2 separate regions of the Zea mays genome follow, and region 2 is linked to region 1. Evidence: chromatin contacts called from public Hi-C data. All regions are on one chromosome and are shown on one strand. The core of a region is the stretch at or near the end of the contact, and the rest is flanking DNA. Distances in the headings are between cores, read along the strand shown. Region 1 holds the start of LOC100283303. Region 2 holds the start of LOC103650408 (serine/threonine-protein kinase D6PKL1).

Region 1 (4,159 bases), core at 853-3,352:
CTATGATATTGTTTCAAAATATATGAATTTAGTAAATGTTGGCATTGATCAATTTCAGTATCATGTCGAGATAAGATGAAAGATGGCTTGATGAGCACTATCTCTGCCCTCGACAAATTTGAACAGAGAGTTAAAGACTATATGGGTGTTTATACCTTTTTTTGCAAGGCCAGATCACATTTTTCAAGGCTTTTTAAAATGACTTATTATTTTTATTTTCCTCCTATGTTTGAGGTAAAGTTTCATTTGCCTTTGTTCATTGGGGACATCTGTTGTACATATATTTTGTTTATTTCATATGATATATGATATTTATGGTATAAGAATGCTTGTCTGTAAACAAAAACTAGAGTTAAATTATTACCAGAAGTTATAATTGTGTATTGCCATGACCAACAATGGTGTGGAGAAGAAAAACAAGAGCGACAGCATGCGATGCGCTATGCACGCACGCATGCATTACTGCTCTCTTGTGCGTAGGAGGTGGAGGCAAACAATCTGAATGAAGCAGGTGAGCTTCTCAAGGAAGTCAAGGAGCATTCCAAAAGGTGGCACTTGCCTTCTCCACAATGACCATCATGCACTCAATGGTGGGCAAAATTAAGCTAGGCTTGCTCTGCTTGCTAGAAAGTAGAGAAGGCGGCTTGCCGTAGATGAGGATCACTGGCATTGGCCACCCCAATACTATGTTCTTCCTAGCCGAGCAGATTGAGGATGAAGTACTATGTCGGTTGAGCAAATGTGCACATGAATTTGACTTGGCTTCATTCAAGCTGTTCTCATAAAATATAGTCTTTGTTCTTTATCTGTCTCATGAATTTTTTAAAGTCAATCTAAAGGTCCATACCATTCATATTTGGCTTCTCATTTGTTGATTTCAATCTTTTGCTTTTGCCAATGGTTTTCGTCGACGCAATTAAGTTTTTCTCAACTCCTTGACATATCGCCATTGCATTTTTGAAATAAATTGATACTTATGTTTTTATCTAGGTTAGATGTTGTGCCGCTTTTTATGGTATCATCTTGTTGAGGTGGATGACTGCTTAGGTTGGCATGTTCTCTGATTTAGATTGTTTTGCTATATATGATCAAGACATTTGAGAATAGTTGGATCAGTAACCAATATAGTATTTAAGGGAAAATACATTAGAAGGATGATGTTGATCTTGGCAACATCATTCAAGTCAATTGGCTTGCGCCAATACTTTTTTGGCTGATCTCAATGCTAACCTTTTGTTGGCTAGATTGTCTCGCTAATTTTAAAAAGGGAGAAATATTATCAGAGTTAGAAAGATTGATTATTAGTTTGTTTACAGATTCATGAGCCGGAAGGTTGTATTTTGTTTTGATGTTTAATTGAATTTTGTTAGATATTCTTATCCTTTCTGCACTACCGGAGGGTGCTATGTGTAGTCCTAAGTCTGAGGCGCCGTTTGATATCTCTATCTCACGTCTAACAGGTTTTTTTAATAAAAAAATTATAATCTTCTGATAGTCTAAATTAATTAAGTGATAACAATTAATACAGAGCATCGATTTGATTCGTAGCTAGCTCTTATGCAATTGTTTTGGAGCCAAGCTATGTTTAAAATTATGGTTTAAATTGTGCAATTAATGTTGTAATATCTTTTAGATATTTATTTTAATATTTTTGCATGTTATTAGACCTGATCATGGGCCACCCGATCCGATCCGTCCGAAAAAATCAGATCCGACCCGACCAATGCAACGGACGTGTACGAGCTATAATTTTTGACCCGCAATAATTCACGGACCGTGTACAACTATGATTTTTGACCTAAAACCCGACCAAATCCAAAAAAAGCCTACCAAAGCCAACAAACCCGACCTAACCCCGAAAAACCCAACCCGACACGTCAAACGTGAAGGCACCGGCCAACATGACTCAAATTATACATGAGTCGGGTATAAACCGTGCTAAATGGCCCATGCCCTAAACCTTAAACGTCGGGTTAGGTATGAGCCGTGCTAAATGGTCCGACGTTTGAGCAGATCTACATAGTATTATTTTGCTCCCACTGTATTATATAGGCGGTCGCAACTCACGGTTATTTAACTATACTCAAGATAACAGTAACGGTGAAAAGGCTAGCCAAGAAAACGACTGGGCGCACGAGGCTTCTGTGTTCTGTGACTTCTGTCCCTATCCACACGACCCCGACATTCCATGGGCGACTCCGGCGGACCCCACCACCACCGCCCTTCGCCGCCGCCTCTGCTGGACGCCGGCAAGCGACGGCGCATCCCCAACGTCCGCCTCGCTGGCTCCGTCCCGCTCCCTTCCCACCTGCCCCACCCGCGCCGCGTCCCCATTGCCCCCGCCACCAGGTCCCGCAAACCCCTCCAACTTCAGCATAACAGCAACCAGCATGACCACCCCTCCGCGGAGCCACCCAATACCCTCCTAAAACCCTTCGTCGACAGCGGCGACGACGTCGTCTTGGCCGCCGCTTTTCCCCGCAAGGTCAGGGCCCCGAAGTCCACAGCATGGGAGGATTCGGAGATGGAGACGGAGACGGAAATGGAGGAGCAGGAGGAAGTGGTGGACGTGCCGAGCTGGCTATGGGGGATGGGTATGGGGCGCTACGCGGCGGCGTTCGAGGCGCACGAGGTGGATGCTGAGGTGCTCCCCTGGCTCACTATGGACGACCTCCGGGACATGGGCATTGGTGCTGTCGGAGCACGCCGCAAGCTCTTCTGCGCCATCCAGAGGCTCAATTTGCAGCCGCCTCCATCACGGAGGTGAAACGTTCTGTCTAACCTTCGTGCTGTGGTCTGTGGTCGTGCTAGCTAGTCCGGCGCCCTCTCTTTGCTAGGGGACTAGGATGCATGGGTCTTAGAGTGGGTGTGCAAAGTCTAAAACATGATCGGTTTGCTTAGCTGTGAAACTATAGCATGGTCGGTTTGCGGCGCCCGTTGCATAGTGTAGATGTGGAGAAGGCGAAATAGAAATGCTAACTCCACTGTTTTTGGTGTTGTCTAATGCTTTCGTGGAAGTGCTAGGATGATGTGTTGTTGGATGTAAATGTGAAAGATATGGAATAGTAATGCTCAGTTGTTGACCTCATGTTTCGAACATCATTGCTCCGTTCTTTTCTTCACTGGGCTTGGATTAGTGGAATTTCGACATCTAAGATAATGAAACATGCTATGTGCGTGCATTATGTTATGAATTTAAGTTCATCTTGCAGGTGAGAATTGCACAGGAATTTCAAGTAGGGAGTTTGTCTATGCTGTGTTGCTATCCAAATTGCTTTTCTGGTATTAGTGTTCCCACATGCTTAGATTGCTGAAAATGTTGAGCTTTTGGGTGTGCCAAATATCTTGCCAAAGAATTTAAATTATGCCATGTCGATTTTGCATAACTGATCATCTGCTGCAGAGCAAAGCTTGAATGTCAATTATTATTACCTTTTCTAAATGCTATTACTAGCCTTCAACTTTCCCTATTGGCCATCTTATTTGGTACTGTTTACTGTATCCCATTTAGTGTTTAGTTGCTTCAGGGTATACAACCCATGAGACAGTACACATGGAAATGATAATATACTGCATCCAGCTGTGCCCCTCTGTTGTATTTTTGGAGTTACAATGACCAGCAGGTATGCGACTTAACTTTATTAATGAACGCACTTCTATCAATGTTTAATGTAGGGTAGAGGCAACATTTCTTTATAATAGTGTTCAAATGATTGTTTTTGAACCTTAGTCATCTAAACAGGCATGAGTTCCATATATGTTCGAATATGTCCAAGTATTATCAAGGCATTAATGTTTAGCTTCTCTAGAACTAATTATTGTTGATGTTTACATAGGCCTTTGCATTAGCAGTGCTGTGAAATTGGTGAAGTTGTTGTGAAATTAACATGCGATGCCCAATCTAATAATGTTCAAATGATAATTTATGGTTTATACATAAGTGTAAGCTTCAATAAGTGTTTCAATAAGTGTCATAGTGTCCCCTGAATTGGGTAATAGCGGGGCATGGTCCGAAATGTCCCTAGATAGGGCATTCACCGTCGCTTTTGGATATTTCTCCTCCCATTCAGTAGTGACCAAAACTCTATAAAGTTTCTCGTATGTGGGATTTTGGCGCGCATTAGCCCATGTGTACAGCCTACCAGACATCACCAATTCT
Region 2 (4,520 bases), core at 913-3,412, 650 kb after region 1:
TAATGCTGCTCTTTGAGTTCTGGGAACATTCATTTTGCTCTGCCAACCACTCAGAAGATGTGCCATCAGATTTTTCTGGCCCAGGAGATGATTTCTCTTCTGCACGGTTGGCGGGATTTGTAAAACTAGATGTTGAAGAGCAGCTGGTTGATGTGAGGGAGATTGACTCCTTTGAAGAGCAGAATTTAGTACTATTGGAGGAATCACCCAACGAAGATGGTTCTTGTTTCACTTTCTTCTTACCGGAAGGCTTGCATCGAAAGACTGGCTTGACAAGTCGAGATGTAGTGATAGGTTTGCTCAAGATTGGGACTTTGGGAGAGCCATCATCAGTAGCTGCAGAAAATTTATTTCCTAGGTTGCCATTTTCCCCCAAGGAACTCTCGTTATCCATAGGGTCACCAATGATGACATCTTGGATTCTGATCTTCCTAATATCGGTGTAGGTTGACGAAGCAGAACAGATAGAGGTAGAGGTGACTGCACTTCCATCAGCTGTCTCAAATTCACAGTCTTCACTGAACTCACTTGTACCTCTAGATGAACTCTTATCAATCTTCTCTGGAGTGATCGATACTTCAATCAGGTTCATCTTCTCATCATCATGCAGAAGACCCTCAGAACTACTTTGGACCATCAAAGAGGCATAAAGCCTGTGGATAGTCCCAGCTTCGGATGAACTTGAAGATCCAGGTGACATCGACAACCTCTTCATTGCAGCCATTTCTGATGCCTGGGAAATGCATAGCCTTCTTAGCGCTTGCTTCATATTAACAGCCTTGGAGGATATCCCAATGCCTGCATTTTGAGACAACCCAGACCTAGCTGGTTTCTTCAGAACACTCTTACCCAGCGCATCTCCACCTGTACTGCCAGGACTAAGCGCGCGTCGGAAGGTCCTGCTATCGATAGCTTTAAGGAGCTGGTCGAGGTCATCTTCCACAGAATAATCATGACTTTTGCCGCGTTTCTCCTCATCTTTGAGTTTAATATGCAGCAAGCTGGATCCACCAGAGGGTGTAGTATCGAATTCCTCGGTGGACTCAACTATCTCAGAGCTACAGCCAGATGACTCCATGGCCCAATTAGACTAATTCAACACTGGCAGACAAGGAATACGCCAACTCAGTCCGTCGCCGGCAGGGGCATCCTGGGCAGGCAAGCCTGCACCTTCCACTGAACGTCTTCCAAGATGAGAGCACCAGGGAGCTCCCAGAAAAGTAGCCTTTTAATGGCAAGCGCAGCAACCAGCGCACACCCTGCAAAGACCATAAGGTCCAAAGTTAGTGATTGAGACATAGCGACAACTACGTCTTTAAAACTGCTGAGGAATTTAGAAAAAAAAATAAATTCAGAGGCGAGAACGCAAGGCGCCAAAGAGAAATATACACTTGATAACCTAATCAACTAACTGGCAAGCAGGGGTAGTGCAAATAAAAATTTTTGGAAGCCAGAGTTTAGGGGGGGGAGGGGGGGGGGGGGGGGGGGGGGGGGGGGGGGGGGGGGTGACAGAAGGCCAGATTCTCCACAAAGAACCCATTTTCGCTCACCGTTACGAATCAGCAGGCAGAAGAAACGAAAATGGAAACAGGGACAACTGCCTCTCGCAGAACGAACAGACCAGTTAGATCTACTAAAACACAGGAAAAGGAGAGGAAAAACTGAAACTTTTCTGCTCATGGAGAAATACACGAAGCTAGCTCCAGATCCAAACGGCGGCGGCGCCAACTCGGCTCTAACGATACCGCATTTCGCGGAGCCGCTATGAACCCTGCCGAAACAGCAAATTCGCAACTAATCTGAACCCAGCCTCACCCATGTACCGGATTTAGGATCGGGAGAGCGGCTCAAGAGCGGAGCTGGTTGCTGAAGATTACCAGGAAATGCCGGCTCAGATCTCCACGCGTGGAAGGGGCACAGGCGGTGGAATAGTGGTGCCGTTGGCACTTGGCACTGCGTCCTGGCAGGACGAGCTCAGCTGCTGGAATGGCGGCTTCGGAGGTGTACTGGTGTATAGAGGGCAAGGAGCACACAGAGGAGAGAGAAAGGGGTAGAGACTTAAAGAGAAAGAGAGAGAGGAGACGAGTCGGCATATAGGGCGTCCAGGATCCTCCGTGCAGACTGGAGAGGGCCACCAGTGGCAACTCCCGGTGCCGTTTGGGCGGGTCCTCGGCCGTCGAATCATGATCTAAACCGGCTGCAAATAGTGTGATAGCACAGTCCAAATACTCTCTTAATACCAAAATAATATTTATTTTTAAGATTTTAAGATGTTAATAGATTTATACAATATTTGATATATTATATATGTGTCTAGATTTATTAATATCTATTTAAATAAAAAAACATCAAAACGAATTATATAATAGGACAGATGGAGTATATTTTCATAATAAATTAGGGTTCTTAATATTTTTAGTTTAAAAATGAATAGATATAAAGTTCAATTCTAATCTAATTCGATCCTTAATTTTATAGCGTAGATTCTGTTACCCCTAAATTAATATTTTATAGCGTAGATTCCGTTACCCCTAAACGAATTATCTTAATAGATATTGCTTGCTGGTTTAACGCTTCCATCAAAAAATACAATTCTAGATTTTGACTAATTTAATATTTTATATTTTAAATAAATTTATATAAAATATTAATATTGATGTTTATAATTAGATTTACTGTATATTTATATTATATAATCAATATAATAATGCTTATTCTATATAGTGCAGCATTATTTGTCACCTAACTTCACCGAGCCGAAGTAAGAACACTTACTAATTTTCAGAAATGACTGAATACCGCTTAGTCATTATCGGTAATTAGGTGAAGTTTCACTTGAATTGAAGTGGTGAATAGCGTATATAATATTTCAAACGTCAAAAGTTTTTATATAGATTTAACTAAATTAAAATTCTTTAGTTCTTTGAAAAAAATAAGGGTTGTATTTGTTAGCAATATATTGCAATTATGAAATGATAGCATCATCACACACAATTATTTTGTTAACCCCTCTCTCTCCATATGTCGGAGGAAGAGAATGTAGCGTATACTTAACAAGTATTATACAAATGTTATATTTTACTTACGAATATATATTTAAAAAAATATTGTACGAGAGTATAATCTCTAAAACAAGCAGTAAATCAAATAAACGGTATACAGTCGAATACGAAATACTGCCTCTGTCTTTCAATATTTGACGCTATAGTACAAAATGTACTACAAAACGTCAAAATAAAAAAAAGGAACAATTGGATCTATACCATTAAAAGATTCAAACTTTAGATATATACCATGGACCCCACATGTCATTGACTCATGTGGACCCACATGTAAGTGAGATAGTAATGGTATGGATCCAAAGTGGTGATCTTTTAATGGTATGGATCCAAATTTCCCTAAAAAATGGAGGGAGTAATAAAAAAACACCAACAAAAAAACCACGAAAGAAAAGCTCTAACTTGAGTAAAAAACCAATAACCAAGATAAAAAAAAAGCTCAGCGAGCGAGTAGGTTAGGTAAAAGACACTAAGGTAAGATTAAAGGTAAGTAACTAGTATCGATCCACGGGAGCAAGGAACAAGAAAGGTCTTGAGCTGCCAAGAATAATGTACCTAGGTCGGGAGCAGGGGTTGGTGGAATAACCGGACAAGCCTAAGTATCTAGCTTTGCTCACCTTGTTGAAACTAGCCTCGTTGCAATAGATAAATCCTTTCCCGTTGAGAATGAACAACTTTACCATTCCACTGTCTTTGCTGGAACTGCGGTCTTCACTAAACTAACTGCCCGTTTCACTTGTCTCGTAGCTGGCTTGGAATAAGAAAAGTCTTTTCTTCCTTCCCCGTGAGCTAGAAGGAAGAGTTTTGGGCTTTCCCATTTGGAGAAAATTCCCTCTATGCCATTAAATTATACCAATTCCTTATGTGTCATTGGAAATTATAGCATTCCCTCTATGCCATCGGTTTTAGACTTTGATTTCCTCTATGCCATTGTCGTCCATTCACTTACTTATGTACTTGGACCCACATGGCATTAACCCTCCCTTCCATCCCTCGTGTGCACGCTCCTCCCTTCCATCCCACCCAAACCACTTCTCCGTGTGGTCCTCGCTACCGCACGGCCACGCTAGCCCAGCCTCGCAAGAACGTCCTTCCATACTACTAGTGTTACGCGCTAGCCCGACCACGTCGGCGTGTCCTTCCACACTGCCAGCCTCGTGTCGCCGACCCAACGCATCCTCTCACGCTGCCAACTCCACGTGCCCATGTCGTCGATCCACGCTCCATCGCGCAGCCACGCCGACACATCCTCCCGCGCCGCCTCTTTGCTTTCCCGTGGGAGCGCATTACGGTTGCGGCGCTACCTGCGGCTGATGCCGTTGCAGCCATCACTACCCTAGCACACACACCGACTCAGGTAGGAGAAGCAGTAGCAAACATCGGTGCGCCCTCGCCGCGGCCATGGCATTTGCTCCACCGCACCATGGCCGGCTCGCCCTCCCCACGCGTCCGCTCTGCCTT

Evidence for each region. A called contact is a pair of places that touch in the nucleus more often than the background predicts.
Region 2: a contact with region 1 is called in a Hi-C map of ear, with 2.9 times the contacts expected there. The contact joins the promoter of LOC103650408 here to the promoter of LOC100283303 in region 1. A contact is called at or near these places in 2 of 25 Hi-C or Micro-C datasets (ear and tassel).

What each region holds. Positions count from the first base shown.
Region 1 is chr3:94,652,882-94,657,040 of Zm-B73-REFERENCE-NAM-5.0, forward strand. It overlaps LOC100283303, which reads left to right and starts at 2,103. Exons shown (of 1, transcript NM_001366961.1): 1 at 2,103-3,097. The coding sequence starts at 2,189. The coding sequence ends at 2,767. LOC103650404 (a long non-coding RNA gene) reads left to right here. Exons shown (of 2, transcript XR_002268030.2): 2 at 1-804.
Region 2 is chr3:95,302,738-95,307,257 of Zm-B73-REFERENCE-NAM-5.0, forward strand. LOC103650408 (serine/threonine-protein kinase D6PKL1) reads right to left here and starts at 2,163. Exons shown (of 3, transcript XM_008675976.4): 1 at 1,878-2,163; 2 at 1-1,259. The coding sequence starts at 1,078.